3 separate regions of the Zea mays genome follow, and all the other regions are linked to region 3. Evidence: chromatin contacts called from public Hi-C and HiChIP or PLAC-seq data. All regions are on one chromosome and are shown on one strand. The core of a region is the stretch at or near the end of the contact, and the rest is flanking DNA. Distances in the headings are between cores, read along the strand shown.

Region 1 (2,749 bases), core at 194-2,693, 290 kb after region 3:
GCTGCTGCCTCCGCCCTACCACCAAACTTTCACTTGCCGCGCTACGAAATTCAACAGCACGCACACCACCGACCTGGTGAACTCGATGTCGATGATGCCGGAGTGGCGGAGCTTGTCGTTGAGGCCGGGCTTGGCCAGCCTGCCGAACGCAGTGCCGCTGAGGTCGAAGTGGTACTTGGACACCGGGTAGTAGTTCATGTCGGTGATGATCACCGTCTCCGTCCGCCCGGAGCAGGACGGGTCCTTCCTGCACCGAATCTGCGTCCAAGCAGGAGTCAATGCGCAGTAATAAATAAATGGCACTGTCACGGGGATCGAGGGAGGCGCGCACATGCAAGAGGGCCCCACATATGAGCGGCCTGTGCTGTGCTCCGAGGAGCGGCCTGGGGGCTGTACGGGTAGCGTCCTACTTTAACAGTTACTACACTACTACTACTACTTCTGCCGTGCCGCCCTCTTTAACGTCCATACGGTGTCTAGCACTTCTCTACCAAAACAGTCTCAAACACCACCAACCTTACTATGACGACAATTGCTTTTTTTTAAAACAAGTGGAGCATTAGTAGAATGGTTTCCGCTAAAGAAGAAGAAGAAAAACAAAATAATCTATACTACTGTGCAAATATGCTTCAGATAATACAAGTGTCGGTAAGAACTCCATTCCATGCTGTTTGTTTTTTACTGTAGTAGTAGTACCTTGTAGCAGGAGCCGCAGCCCTTGCCGTCCTTGAACAATGGCTGGTTGCCGCAGGAGCCCATGGACATGAAGGGGTACTGGTTGGTGTGCTTGAATCCGCACGCGCCACCTAGCGCACACACGACGCGTTCCGTGAGCCACATTGCCGCCCACAAGGCACCGAGGGAGAAGGGAGGAGGCAGAGCGGTAATAAAGGTCTCGGGAATGCCGGCGCTCACCGTTGTCGTCGGGGCCGGCGCCGTTGGGCTGGCCGTACCAGGTGGCCCGGGCCCTCTGCCAGGGGCCCCAGTACACGGCGGCGTCGCTGGCGGTGTAGTTCTCCGTGCCGGTGCCGGCGTCCGCGGCGTCGAGCTGGGCCTCTCGGCACTGGCCTCCGGCGAGCAGGGCCAGGAGGAGCACGAGCGCCGCGGCGGCGGAAGGGGAGCTCATGCCTTGCCTCATTGGCCCTCTCGGCTTCCTCTGGAGTCTGGATACAATACAAACAAGAAGTGGGCAGCGGTGGAGTGAGTGCGAGCAGTGGTGGTGGACTGGTGGGTGGTGGTGGTGGCCGTGGTGCCGTGTGGGCCTATTTATAAGCCAGATGGGCAGAAGGGCACCGGCAGGCCGGCACGCTAGCTGCGAGAGGGGAGGGAGGAGAGGTTTCTGTGTGTACGCAGAGGAGCGAGGGAGAACGTGCCATGTTGGGGCTGCACATGGCCTGGGCAGGCTGATCAGCTCAGTCGACCGGGCCGGGGTCTTGCTCAGTTCTACTACTCTGCACTCACTCGTGTTGCCACGGCAGCACGTATTAAAGGCTGGCAGATGAAGGTTGGGGCCGGCCGGCCGGGTTCGGTGGTGGATGGATGGACGATGGACCGACGGATCGGCTCGCTTGCTGGCTTGCTTGCTTGCTTGCTTGCTCACCTCGCTGGTCACTTGTCAGTGAGAGGGTGGGCGGGAGCAGAGCCAGAAAGACTCACCAGCTGATAAGCGGAACAGGCTTCTCCCGAGAAAGGGTGACTTGTTTGGGCTGTCGGCATGTGGCATCGGCCCAGCGCCAGCCACGGGAAAGGCTCACCTGTTCGCAATATGCATTGTCTGGCGCGCGTTGGTGCCGCTTGGAACAGATTCCTGGTGGGCGTTCCTTGGTACGTTCACCTTCCTCGTGGTTTGGCCGGTTCCTCGCGCTCGCGCAAGACTTCAGAGTTTTGGCATGGCACAACAGGGCTACGTGGTGTGGTCACAAACTTCATTATTGCTGATCTTCATGAATTGCCCACGACTCGTATATAGTCGGTGAGTGAGGAGTACTTCACGTAAGCAGGTTACTTGCTGTTATGCGTTGGGGGGGCGCATCTAGATTGATTCTAGTTCGTTCCCTCGTCTCGTGTTCAGACAGCAAAAGAAAAGGTTTCAGAACCAAACACAGCTAGCCTCGCTCGTCGCTCGTCAGTGCCTGCCGCCCAAACGCCCTTTACACAACGTGCTGTGCTGGGCTTGCACTGCCCTCCGGTTCATGTCATTTAGCGCAATAATTCTCGAACCCTCACTATAGTTCTGACCAAACTCGATCGATGTGACATGGGTGGATAAGCCAGGTTACAGTAGAGGCAGAGGCAGAGGCAGAGCACATCCCACGCCGCCTTTTTGACTCCATTTGTCCTTCGTCTCCAATCCATGCCATCCCACATGCCCGTAACAGGAGGGAAGCCATTCCATATCTATTGACCCCACATGCCATCCCACATGCCATCCCATATTTATTGACACCCCCCCCCCCCCCCCCCCCCCCCCCTGACAGAAATTCATTTGGCTGGCAAATAGTCATAAGCAGACAATTTATTTGACGACGAACCGCCGAGTAACTATTCCACATATATATTGAATTTGTTCTACACGTACTAATTCCATTGGACTCTTCTATTTATTTCAAACGGAGTGAGAATTTTAGAATTGCTGTCTCTTAGAACGAACATCGACTAGTATCTATATACATATACATGGCGCGACTTGTGGTCATGGTCCCGCGTAAGATAGCAGTCGGGTGTGCACTACACGGGTATATGGTTTACG
Region 2 (2,721 bases), core at 205-2,704, 320 kb after region 3:
TAAACACCGGATTTCCATTTTCTTAAAAACTAAGAAGCTAGTCTCCTCTATCTAAAACCTAATTATAAAAGTTGAGGTGGTTCTAATTTTCAAACACTATTAACCCGGTTTTTCCCCATATAAACCAGTTTCTATAAACTGGAGATAGAAATTGAATTCTTAAGGACTATGTCGCTTTCAAACAGGGCGTTAAGGTCTGTTTGGTATGGTTCCAGAGCAAAACTCCAATGAGGAGCTGGCCCAGAGCATGCCAAACACTCTAACTCCAGAGTGGTAAACTCTATAGAGTTTTTTTGGAGCTGCAGTACAAATTTTTGGAGTGCCTCTTTTGCTGCTCCGAAAACTCCAAAAAAGTAACCTAGTCATGGAGGTTTGAGTTATTTAACTGTCACTAGAGCTGAGCTGCTCCACACAGAGTTTCAGAGTAGAGCTACTCTTGGATGGAGCTGAGCCATGCCAAACACGCACTTAGGCCACATTCACTTCGCAGCGTGTGTTGACACGCCACTGCGCCTTTGTTCCAAAAATTAGTCGGACAGACAGCGAGTGAGCAACAGTGCAATGACAAGGTGTTCAGCCATTCACCCACCGTAGCTTTTCGTACGTGAAACTGAAACGGATTAGGCGCCGCTTCCAACCCATCCCAGCTCCTCTGCGTACTGCTGGCTAGGTAGAAACATGTGCATGATTCAGGGGGTTTGGTACACCAGGATCCATATGCAATGATTACCCAACAATTATAGGCCCCTCCCATGTTTGTAGACCTGTCCTCCTTCCTTCCGTGTATCCAGCGGTGCACACGAATCTCCCGCTCCTAACACTGCATACACCAGACAAGAGTGCTTATTAGGGCATGTACAACCTAGATACTGCTGCACGGTACTCCAAGTATAAGACACAACTAAAACACAACATAATATAGTGGTCATGTCTAAAACATGTGTCTTACAATATTCATTGTACCAATCAGAGCATTCAATAAATTAAAGTGATCAATCAGCTAGTCTCTTGTCTCAAACATATAGCCAAGATACTGTGTCTTTGTCAAGATACATGTCTTGAGTTTTTTTATATTCACCCCCTAGACACACTCTAAGACACAATTTAAGATACTCATTGCACATGCCCTTACGCACAGGATTAAGAACTCCCGAGAATCAGAATCCCGTGTACGAGCCGGTCCTGCCAACCCTCGATAATACACACACCGTGCGATAACTGCCAAGAGGGCGCCGTGTTAATTTTTTTTTTAGTAGTTCACTCGTGAGTCGTGACCCGAACCATCCGCTTCTCGCATGGTTTGCTCCATAGCCATGTGAGATGTGACCGCGCGCCCCTACCAAAGGCCGAACCACCACCACCTCGTCGACGGGCGCGCTGCCTTCCTTGGAGATTATTCTTTTCCAGTCTATAAATACCCCGGCCGGCAAGGTGCTCCTTCCAGATCACAGAACTCCTCCTGTCGGCCAGAGTCCTAGTAGCACTCTAGCTAGAACGAAGGTAGCTATATATCAAGATTCAAACAATGGCGTCCATCTCCTCCTCCAAGGTGCTCGCACTTGGTGCGCTCATCTTCTCCTTCCTTGTCACGTATGCCTCGTGCGCTAGACCGGTCAACTTCACAGCCTCAGACTTCACCGCCGATCCCAACTGGGAGGCTGCCAGAGCCACCTGGTACGGCGCGCCCACCGGCGCCGGCCCTGACGACGATGGTGAGTAGTGAGTACGTGTATATATAGACGACGTCGACGTCGTTTGCATTGCAAAAGGCGCAGGATCGCGTCTTTTGCTTTTGGGATGTATATATACTCTACTCTCTATACTACTGCATGCATGTCGTGCTGTTGGCCTAACGCACGGTGTCCGCCGCGTGCATTGATGTGCAGGTGGCGCGTGCGGGTTCAAGAACGTGAACCTGCCGCCCTTCTCCGCCATGACGTCGTGCGGCAACCAGCCCCTGTTCAAAGACGGCAAGGGATGTGGCTCCTGCTACCAAGTACGTATTAGCTAGCTAGCTACATTAATTGGCCAGACGAAGATCCCTTCCTTTAATTTGGTGCCGGCTGGACTTAAGCTTTGTTTGGGTACTCTAGTATTGACCTCAATTCACATGTGTTGAGGTGGATTGAAGTGTAAATTTGTTTAAGTTACACCCCAATCCACCTTAACACATGTGGATTGGGATCAATATTAGGATCCGTTCGTTTCTGCAGGATTGGACCAAGAATTGTTCTTGTTGATCAAAACTTATACAAATTAGAGAAACAATCTGGGTCGAAACAGTTCCAGTCTTCTATTCCCTATCAACCGAACGGACCCTTAGAGTATCCAAACTAGACCTTAATGGAAACGAAAAGCTCGAGCATAAGTAGTTTTTCGGTTTTTTAACCTCTAAAATTAATAGTTAGCTACTACAAATTAGTTATCATTAGTTAATACCATAGTTAATTGGTAGCTACCTAGTTCAATAGTTCATTAGCTGTCTAACTATTACCTTTCTAAATAGGGCCTAACAAATCCTCTCTTTTTTTTTCCAGATACGATGCCAGAACCACCCTGCCTGCTCCGGTAACCCGGAGACGGTGATCATCACCGACATGAACTACTACCCGGTGGCCAAGTACCACTTCGACCTTAGCGGCACGGCGTTCGGCGCCATGTCCAAGCCCGGCCGCAACGACGAGCTCCGCCACGCCGGCATCATCGACATCCAGTTCAAGA
Region 3 (2,816 bases), core at 112-2,611:
GCCCGGAACCCCGATCAAAGAACAGCGCCATGCATCACGGCCGGCAACACCACCCCAGTGCAGTGGTTTAATTTTGCAGGGACGAAGGATCGATCAGCGGGTTTACTTTATTAAACCTGAGCATGCATGGCGAGCTGGCGCCGGGAAGCTGGTTGGCCGGGGGATCAGTTTACTAATCAGGCTGGCTCGTGGATTCTGACGCGCTCTAGTTGGGGTGGGGTGGGCGTGGGCGGGCGTCACGTGGGCGGAGAGGACGGGAACTGCGTAAGCACGAGTGAGCACGTGCCGCGGGGATTCCGGGAGGCCCAGCTTTATTGCTCGCCGAGACCGGCAAAGACGAGCGGCCAGGCCCAGGCCGCCCTCTGGAAACGGCAGTCACTTCCGTCGAGTGGAGCTGGAGCTGGAGCTGGAGCCGGGACGAGACGAGACGACGGACATAGGAAATTGACCTATTAACCATTCTCGGTGCATGCGTGGCGGACTTTCCCTCCCCTGCCTGCCTGCCTTCGTACTAGTACGTATGCTCCTGCAAGGTGAGCAGCATTGATTTCCGCCCAGGATGCTTCGGCATCCACTTCCATGGACACTTGCGCAGGCTACAGCTCATGGAGTCACGTGGTCGCGTGCATGCAGCATGCATTGCGGTTAAAGTAAACAGGATTCTTTCTTCCATCTCTCGTTCTCCCATTTTTCCCACTTCTCTCTGTTTTTTTTATAAAAATACTGGACTGGTACAAGCAGTAGCTGCTAACGGAATTATGCCAAGGGGAGAGAGCACTGCGGTGCGCGTGAGACGTACGAGTGGTGGTGGAGCATATGAATGTGGGTGGACAGGCCAGGGAGAGGGAGTGGGGGACGGATGCAGTGCATGGGACGGGGTCACGTTGCCTCCTGCTGCCGTGCTGGGCTGCAGCTTCCGCGCCGCTCTCCACTCTAATTTAATTGTATTTGTATATACCCCTTAATCGCAAGCTTGTTCGGTTACATCTGGACCAAGAGAAATTAGATGAAATTAAGGGCATGTTTGGTTCATGACTAATTATATCATACTTTTTCTAAGTTCAGCCGTTCAAATTGAAGAACTAACCTCAGACAGAAAAATTAGACAAAATATGAAAAGTTAGTCAGCGAACCAAATAAACCCTAAATCTCTTTCTAATCAAAATTGAATATAAACTGACTCAATTCCCCTTAATTATTCCTTTAGAACAGACCCCTATTGGTACCTTATATGCACAAGCACAACTTTGTCAAACATAGTTTTGTGCCCCGGCCACGAGCCCCGTCTCTCTCCACCCATAACCTCTAGATATTAATTACTTCGCAACAACCCCCATCCTGGTGATCAAGTGACTGGAGCCCCGAGAGCCCAGCACTATTTCTTCCCCCGTCGTCACTCCTCTCCCTCTCTCGTCACTCCACTCCAGCCCCTCCTCTAGATCTCTCTCCCCCCCCTCCTCACACGCACTCACTCTCGTCACTGAGGCTAGCTACTAGCTGGTACTGGAAGCCTGGAACACGCACTGTCACTTGCTCGTTTCAAGGACCTGCCCTGTGCCAATTAAGTAGTACGCCGTCGTACGGTTTGCTCTGAGCTAGCTCTTCGTGTTCGCGATGGCGTCGGAGTGGGAAATGGCCATGGGGGTGGAGCTCGGCATGGGAATGGGCGGCACGTACCACCACAACGCCTCCAGCATCACCACCGCGCCGATGATGATGAGCAGCCATCCCCACAGCCACAGCGGCGGCGCCGCCAGCTACTCCACGCCGCACCACCACCATTACTACGGCGGGATGCCGCCCATGGGCGACGCCATGCGCGTCGACGACCTCCTCGACCTCTCCACCCCCGGCGCCGGCGCCCATGAGTTCTTCCCCACCGCGGCGCCGGCCACTGACAAGGGGCACCACTCGTCGGGGGCCATGGGTGAGCCCTCACCCACCGCCAACTCGTCGGATCACCGGACGTCGGCCCTCTCCTTCGCCGATGAGTTCTACATACCCGTGAGTACCAATAATTAAACAAATGATCACATCGCACAGCTATGATGAACAGAACACCTATGCCTATGCGTCGTCTATGCCACTTGCCACCATATATAAGAATGCGTTACCTACTGTACTTAGCTAGAGAGGTTTCTATATATGCACGAGATCGCTAATCAGTTGCGATACAATTAATGATCCAGACCGAGGAAGCTGCGGAGCTGGAGTGGCTATCCAAGTTCGTGGACGACTCCTATTCGGACATGCCGAATTACTCGTCCGCCACGCATGCGGCGATGGCGGCGGCGGCTGCTGCTGCTGCTAACGCGGCAGGCAACGGAGGAGGCACCACCTCGGCCGGTCAAGACAGCGGCGTCGCCGCGGCGCCTGGCCGCGGCGCGCGCAGCAGGCGGTCCCGCGCGACCGCCGCGGCTGCCGCGGTGTGGCACTCCCTCGTGCCGCGCCCGCCGTCTCAGTCGTCCCCTTCATCGTCGTCCTGCTCGTCCTCGGACTTCCCGTCGTCGAACAAGCCGGCGCGCCCGAACGGCGGCAGCCGCGGCAAGAAGGTCCCGGGTCCCCCCGGCGGCGGGCCCGCTGGCGGGGAGGCGGGCCTGGAGGGCGGCGGCGTGCGGCGGTGCACGCACTGCGCGTCGGAGAAGACGCCGCAGTGGAGGACGGGGCCGCTGGGCCCCAAGACCCTCTGCAACGCGTGCGGCGTGCGGTTCAAGTCCGGGCGGCTGATGCCCGAGTACCGGCCGGCGGCCAGCCCCACCTTCGTGCTCACGCAGCACTCCAACTCGCACCGCAAGGTCATGGAGCTGCGCCGCCAG

What was found. A called contact is a pair of places that touch in the nucleus more often than the background predicts. HiChIP or PLAC-seq counts read pairs in DNA pulled down with a chosen protein or histone mark.
Region 1: a contact with region 3 is called in an H3K4me3 HiChIP or PLAC-seq map of leaf, with 4 times the contacts expected there. The contact joins the promoter of LOC542496 here to the promoter of LOC100281278 in region 3. A contact is called at or near these places in 3 of 25 Hi-C or Micro-C datasets (ear, leaf and tassel) and 1 of 3 datasets of contacts at active chromatin or transcription factors (leaf).
Region 2: a contact with region 3 is called in a Hi-C map of ear, with 2.3 times the contacts expected there. The contact joins the promoter of LOC541910 here to the promoter of LOC100281278 in region 3. A contact is called at or near these places in 4 of 25 Hi-C or Micro-C datasets (bundle sheath, ear, leaf and 1 more).

Annotation. Positions count from the first base shown.
Region 1 is chr9:121,457,978-121,460,726 of Zm-B73-REFERENCE-NAM-5.0, forward strand. LOC542496 (beta expansin8) reads right to left here and starts at 1,444. Exons shown (of 4, transcript NM_001112046.2): 1 at 916-1,444; 2 at 697-806; 3 at 74-258. The coding sequence starts at 1,138.
Region 2 is chr9:121,482,130-121,484,850 of Zm-B73-REFERENCE-NAM-5.0, forward strand. LOC541910 (expansin-B3) reads left to right here and starts at 1,455. Exons shown (of 4, transcript NM_001305866.1): 1 at 1,455-1,712; 2 at 1,887-1,996; 3 at 2,538-2,721. The coding sequence starts at 1,526.
Region 3 is chr9:121,167,188-121,170,003 of Zm-B73-REFERENCE-NAM-5.0, forward strand. LOC100281278 reads left to right here and starts at 1,362. Exons shown (of 2, transcript NM_001154197.3): 1 at 1,362-2,004; 2 at 2,190-2,816. The coding sequence starts at 1,615.